2 separate regions of the Sus scrofa genome follow, and region 1 is linked to region 2. Evidence: chromatin contacts called from public Hi-C data. All regions are on one chromosome and are shown on one strand. Each heading gives the region's core, a stretch centred on a gene start, on an enhancer-like site or on the middle of the called end of the contact. The rest is flanking DNA. Distances are from core to core; before and after follow the strand shown.

The links. A called contact is a pair of places that touch in the nucleus more often than the background predicts.
Region 1: a Hi-C map of skeletal muscle shows a contact between it and region 2, with 2.8 times the contacts expected there. The contact joins two enhancer-like sites. A contact is called at or near these places in 2 of 47 Hi-C or Micro-C datasets (heart right ventricle and skeletal muscle) and 1 of 2 datasets of contacts at active chromatin or transcription factors (skeletal muscle).

The regions. Positions count from the first base shown.
Region 1 is chr8:77,548,332-77,551,689 of Sscrofa11.1, forward strand. The region is part of intron 2 of FAM160A1 (protein FAM160A1); the gene reads right to left. Among named protein-coding and RNA genes, the nearest start is that of FAM160A1, 78 kb to the right of the region's middle. Within about 2 kb of position 1,895, at least 11 of the 83 cell types and tissues checked have an H3K27ac peak or open chromatin away from gene starts, as enhancers often do. A contact at or near this core is called in skeletal muscle, where this site is marked.
Region 2 is chr8:77,298,784-77,301,789 of Sscrofa11.1, forward strand. The region is part of intron 12 of GATB (glutamyl-tRNA(Gln) amidotransferase subunit B, mitochondrial); the gene reads left to right. Among named protein-coding and RNA genes, the nearest start is that of GATB, 78 kb to the left of the region's middle. Within about 2 kb of position 1,373, at least 4 of the 83 cell types and tissues checked have an H3K27ac peak or open chromatin away from gene starts, as enhancers often do. A contact at or near this core is called in skeletal muscle, where this site is marked.

The sequences.
Region 1 (3,358 bases), core at 645-3,144, 250 kb after region 2:
TTGCTACCCTTCCACAGCAAACTTTTATGTGCAATTTTAAGGCTATGTAATATAAGCTACAAGGGCACTAGTCTTTAAAACCCCAAGAATAATCTAATGAAAATGAGGTGATGCTACCAGCTGCTAAGTACTCACCCTCTCCTGACCCAACATGCTGAAAAATACAACCGGGTGGTGTTTTCTATGATCCTCAGGGAGGAGAAAAGAAGAGGGGCTGGGGCCAGCTTTTATTTGACTGTGAAGTGGAGAGATTATATCCATAAGATCTTGTTTCAAAATGAGGAACCGCCAAAAAGAAACCCACAATTTTAACATGATCCATCCCCTTTAGAAAAAGGGCATGATGACATCAGGTGTGAGATGAATGATCCGCCTTTTATCCACAAGGCCCTCTGGAGATGTCTCTAGGCAACCCCCAGGTGTATTTACAAGTTACCAGAGCACAAGCCTGCTGGGGTGTCTGATGCTTCAGATGACAATTAAACCCAGTGATGCTGTGTCATGCTTTTCTCTCAGCCTGAGTGTCATTCACAATAGCCCTCTTGCTCTGCGTACCTCACGGGATCGAATTTTTACAAGAAACTATACAAGAAACTCCTGGACAAGCATGTGGTTGACAGCAGCAAGTGTGAATCTTCCCCTCACCACCAGGTAAGGAACCAGGCTTCCTCTGCTTCTGCACAGAGGACATGTGAGGAGCCCACAGGCAGGCTGATGTAGGACCCATCCCATGAAAGGTCTTTTACCTCAAACAGCTGCAAATCTTACCAGGATTTCTTAAAACTTTTATCTCAAGACAGCTAAAGCAATAGTTAATCAGCTCTCCTTTTTTGGGTGGGGGCTGTTGCAGGGGCGCACACAGATCCTCTCCAGAATGTGATAGAAAAGATGGCCCCTCCATCCACAAAAAGTTATATCCATACACACAAGAAAAGCTTATTTTTCTGACATCGGAGTTGGTTCTTGGCCTCTGATTAGGAATGAGATTAGCTCCAGGCTGGAATGACTGCCCAGTTAATCAGAAAGACAGGAGAGAAGAAGAGCAGGTTGATGCTGCTAGTGTGGACGGGACGACTGCAGCCACCTGCGTGCCGCACTTAGGAAATCCTCCATCAGAGCCTCGCTGGAGACACGAAGCTGAAAGGGCTGCGAGTCCTCTCAGTGGCATTCAGACAAACGAGACCCTGGCCTGTCAAGCAGAAAATCACTTCCTTTCATAAACAAGCAAGCTTCCAGCTAACACCTAGAAAACCCTGTTCACACACATCCAACGGCTGCTTCAGAATGTCCACGTAAAGGGACCAAGGGGTGGTAACCTACTCTAACTGGAAGTCAGAGCTAGGGTGTTTGTTTGGAAGATAGTTATTCAGGATTTCACACAAGATTGAGAAAACAGCAAATTTCCATAGCTAAGCAAGAAGAGTGCTTACAGGGATGAGGGGTAGGTGGGGGAGAAGCAGCCTTATAACACCCCCAAACCAACCCTGGGCACCTCTGCCTTCTCCAACACGAGGGCCTCGCAGACTTTAATGACCAGGAGAATCACCTGAAAAACTTGTTAAATACAAATTTCTGCTCTGCACCCTCAAAAGTTCCTGACTCAGCAGGTCTGGGTAGCCAAGAATTTCCATCCTAACAAGTTTTAGGGGATCCTAGGGCCGCTGGTCAGGGGACCACACTTTGAGAGCGACTGATCTATAACTTAGAGCCCCTCCCATGAAGGACACCCCCAACTTCTTAGGCATAGGCATAGTCTCAAGCAGATGCCATCCTCAGCATCAAAAGGGAAAAAATTAATTAAAAATAAATAAATTAAAACAGTACCACTCAGGCCAGCTTCTTATCTGTGGTACTTAGTGGTGCACGTTGCTGGACTGAAGGTTCACAACACACAATAAGCTTCCTGATGACCCAGTGTCTACAGGGAACTCGCACTACAGGTAATTGCAAAGGAGGAACTTGGACCTGTAACGTGTTAAAATTTTTACCTTCAGGAAGCAATAAACAGCAAATTGGTGCCAGGAAGATTCACTTAACACTCAGCAAAACACCCATGGTTCCAGAGCTATGGTTTTCTTTTCTCGCTCTCTTTTTTTTTTTCTTTTGGTCTTTTTAGGGCCTCACTCGCGGCACATGGAGGTTCCCGGGCTGGGGGAAACTGTGGTTTTCAAATTGAGCTCTACAGAGCCCAGATGTTAAAACCAAATACCTCAAGGGCTGGGGAGGGCAAGGAGCAGAGAAATGACAGAGGCTTTTGGCCTCTCACTTTCATCCTTCTCTGAACTAGAAATTCAGCTTTTCTCTCATTTACAGAGAGGCATAAATTAGTGGTTTTACTGTCCCTTGGAAGGAAGGAAAAGGTTAAAGTACACGAGATTTGATCACCTCGCAGAGTCCCTCCATTTTGTGAGTCTTCGATCACAAAGACTGAGAGGCACATCACACAAATAAAAATATCAAGCAGGCCCAGGAGGCAGGCCAAAGCCTAAAATTAGGATCCGAATGAGTGCTTAGCAGTCAGATCACATCTATGTCTGGTATGAAGGTCTGGATGTCATACACAGGAGTTTCCCAGCTCAGTGTGGGCAGCAAATGAGCTTCTGTACATGGACTATAAAACACAGACCAACTCCAGTGGTGATTATCTCAACTGAAAACTTGCCCTGTCCAGCAGACACCCTGCAGAAAGCATGGTCTTTTCAGTGAGTCCACAGTGATGCTGTGAGAGACACAGCAAGAAGCCACATGCTCAGGACTGTTAGCCACACGGCCACCTGCTAAACTGGCCGCACTTTTCCTTTTTTTGTCTTTTTAGGACCACACCTGTAGCACATGGAAGTTCCCAGGCTAGGGGCCGAATCGGAGCTGTAACTGTTGGCCTACACCACAGCTCACAGCAACACCGGATCCTTTAACCCACTGAGCGAGGCCAGGGATCGAACCCAAGTCCTCACTGATACTAGCTGGGTTCATTACCACTGAGCCGAGACAGGAACTCCTGCTGCACTTTTCTTTCCAACCCATACTTGTAAACTTCCAGGCAAGTTGTGCACAAAGTACAGGCTAATTGCTGCAGCCCGCAACTGGACCACAGCTGGCAAGACAGAATGAAGCAAGGGGGAGGGGGGTTCTGGGGAGGAGATATCTTTTAATGTGATTTAACTTGTAAGTCACTCATAATTCTGGTGTTCAAAACCATCCTCAATGGGCAGACGAGGAAATGGAAGCTTCTAAGTGGGGGGGCCGTCGACTCCTGGGGTGCCAGGACTATCCTCAATGACTGGGGTGCCCTGAGGGAACGGAAAATATCAATTTGGTATTAAAAAAAAAAAAAGGCAGTGAGAGCATCTTCAAAGCC
Region 2 (3,006 bases), core at 123-2,622:
CCTGGCCTGGCTGTGAGATCTGGGCCTGACAGCGTTGGGGAGGCGGACCTTGGGGACAGGCGTGCTCTCCTCCTTTGCCAGAGGAAGGAGGCAAGGTGAAGGCAGAGAACACAGGAAAGAGCCCCCAGGCCGCCCCATTGCTAGGGGGTAAGGAAGCAGAAGAGGGCGGCCAAGGAGGAGGAAGAGCCTCTGGACACCCAGAAGGAGGGATTTTCCCAAGGGGACCCAGAGGGATGCGGAGGCTCTTTGATAACAGGTGAGGGGAGGTGGCTTTTAAGGGAACATCTGCAGAGGATGGGGTTGGAACCCAGACAAGGGCAGATGGCCACCACTCAGGCTCTGCCTCTGGGACCATGAGGTGAGAAGCCAGGTGGAAGCCAGCGCCTGATTGTAAGATCACTTGGAAGCATTTTCCAGATGGGAAAGGTGGGAGCATTTGTGAAGGTGTGGGATCAGAGCCACCGAGAGAGGGACCTGGCATCCAGGTAGGATTTGCAGGAGTGGAAGGTGATGGGGTCCAGGGCGGTGTTTGATGGAGGAGGAGGGCACCCTAGAGGATTCTGGGTCTTGCGTCAGCCAGGGTCCTTATGAGGGGAGAGGAGGGTGCGTGCTGAGAAGGGGTGTGAAGAGGAGGCTTGGGGGGGCGGGCACCAGCTAGGGGCGCTGGGAGACTAGTGAGATGGGCAGGATTACAAGCAGCAGGAGCCCCCGGGGTGTCCTTCTCCCCCAGCCTCTGTGCCCCCTGGTTTGGGCTAAAACAAGCTCGGGGTGGAGATGGGCAGCGTGTTTCATAGGAACAGGATGGCCATAGAGGTGTCAGAGGGTCTGCTTCCGGAATCCAGGCTGCAGATGGAGTCGGGATCCCAGAAGAGTTCTAAGGGACAGGGTGAAGCTGGAAGCCTTGAGATGCCCCTTCTCCTGGCCTGTAGGTGTGCCGGGCTCAGGGGTCCGTGCACACAAGGCCCCACCCTTCCCTGGCAGGTTTCTGGGTGGAGACACACTCAGGGCCCAGAAACCAGCATTGTCTGACAGCAGCTGATCAGTAGCTTGTGCTTCTGCTGCCATTATGGGCCCAGTCAGATGGTCTATTCACATAACTGACCAGGGGTGCCTTTCAGGGTCGGGGTAGGGGGCAGGACTTGATCTTTGTCTTCCTCAAGGCTGGCCGTGGCACCACCAGAATTAGCAGTGTCTGTCGGGGGTGGGGATGGAGGAAACCACAGCACAGGTACTGTTGACCTACTATGCGTCGAGCACTGTGGGCACAAAAGGGCAATTGAGAAACCGCAGGTGCCACGAGGTGAGTGGAGGTATTTTATAGTGAATTAAGGTCGTTGGATGAAGGCGAGGTATTTTTAGTTACGCTGTGTTCTATTTCTGTCCTTCTCTGTCGCCACATCCCTTTATCATCAGCTCACATGGGAGCAGGGACCCTTTCTTTTGCAGGCTCGAGAAATCTAGTTCAGCCTCAGCGCTTGTTACGGGTTCAACACAGTCCCCACTCTGACCGGCCTTTGTCTTTACTGGGATCCTAAAATATCCAAGAAACCTGATTTCTTGAGACAAGCTGGATTCCTTGTTATCTGTCAGTAAGGGTGGGAGGCTGGAAAAGGGGCATCCGTGTATTTCCCAGCCCTCTGCCCCTCGTCCTGATGAGGTTTAATCAGGGTGGTTCACAGCCGAATACTGGACACTCTCCAAACCCGATTTCCACTCTTTGGATAAACACCCTTGCAGGACAGTGGTTAGCGTCCATGTGTGCACATCAGTGCTCAGCCCTGAGAGCTCTCACTGTCCACAAGGCAGACCTGGGGAGCTTGCCCTCGGTCCGGAAGTTCAGGAATTGGCATCAAGGCTAAGCCGTAGTTTCCTTTCTGTTATCTAAGAGCTTACAAGGAACTTAATAGTGAATGATGGGAGTGGAGACTTAAACAGCAGGTGTTTTCAAGTAGCATTAGGTGTTTTAGAAACTTGCGTTTATACAGACACACTAATGTGCTATTTATAAGTCATTCTAGTCTATTTAAAACCAGTCCCCGACCACCTCAGATAGTGTTTCATTAGCCTAGTGGCTGCATGTGTTTAAAAGTAGCAAAACCATGTTTTTTTGTTTTTTTGTTTTAATTTTTTTGGCTTTTTGTGAGGACCGCACTCACGGCATATGGAGATTCCCAGCCTAGGGGTTGAATCAGAGCTGCAGCTGCTGGCCTATATCACAGCCACAGCAACGGAGGATCCGAGTCACGTCTGTGACTACACCACAGCTCATGGCAATACTGGATCCTTAACCCACTGAGCGAGGCCAGAGATTGAACCCGCAACCTTATGGTTCCTAGTCGGATTCTTTTCTGCTGCCCCACAGTGGGAACTCCAAAACCACATCTTTTAAAAGAAATAGCCTGTAATTCAGTCTTGTCTTTTCACTAATCCTAGGCTCCCCCTATTTCACTCCTAACCCTGAATGTGCATTAATGACATTTGATGTGTTTAGTCGCCTCTTGACCTTTGTATCATAGACCTTGTCAAGTAAGTCACTTCCTGCAAGTTTGGATGTATTGGATTATGGACCTTTCTGTGCCCAGAGAGCTGTTGAGAGCCTTCAGAAGAGAACAGAGTGTGTGGATGGCTGTGAGGATGGCTGACGACGTGGCTAGTACACACTGCGTTCCTAAAAGAAAAGCTCATATGGTTAAAAAGAATTTATGTTTGCACAGAAATACTCAGGAAAGTGGCTTTTGTTTGAAGTAATTTTTAGGCTGATCTTTCAGTTGAAAATATCTAATTACTGGTTTGGTTTTGTTTTTTTATTTTCTCATCATGGTTCATGAATTTTGCAGCCACTTCCTTTTTTTGACTAATTAAACTGAGCGGTTGTCTGTTGCTCCAACTTCTGCCAAACAGCGGTTATTGTTGGGCGGTATGAAAATAAAAGCAATGCAAGTCACCAAAATGTGTTATATCCTAAGATACAAAACAATCAAACAGAGCCCAACTGGCCTGTTCTTT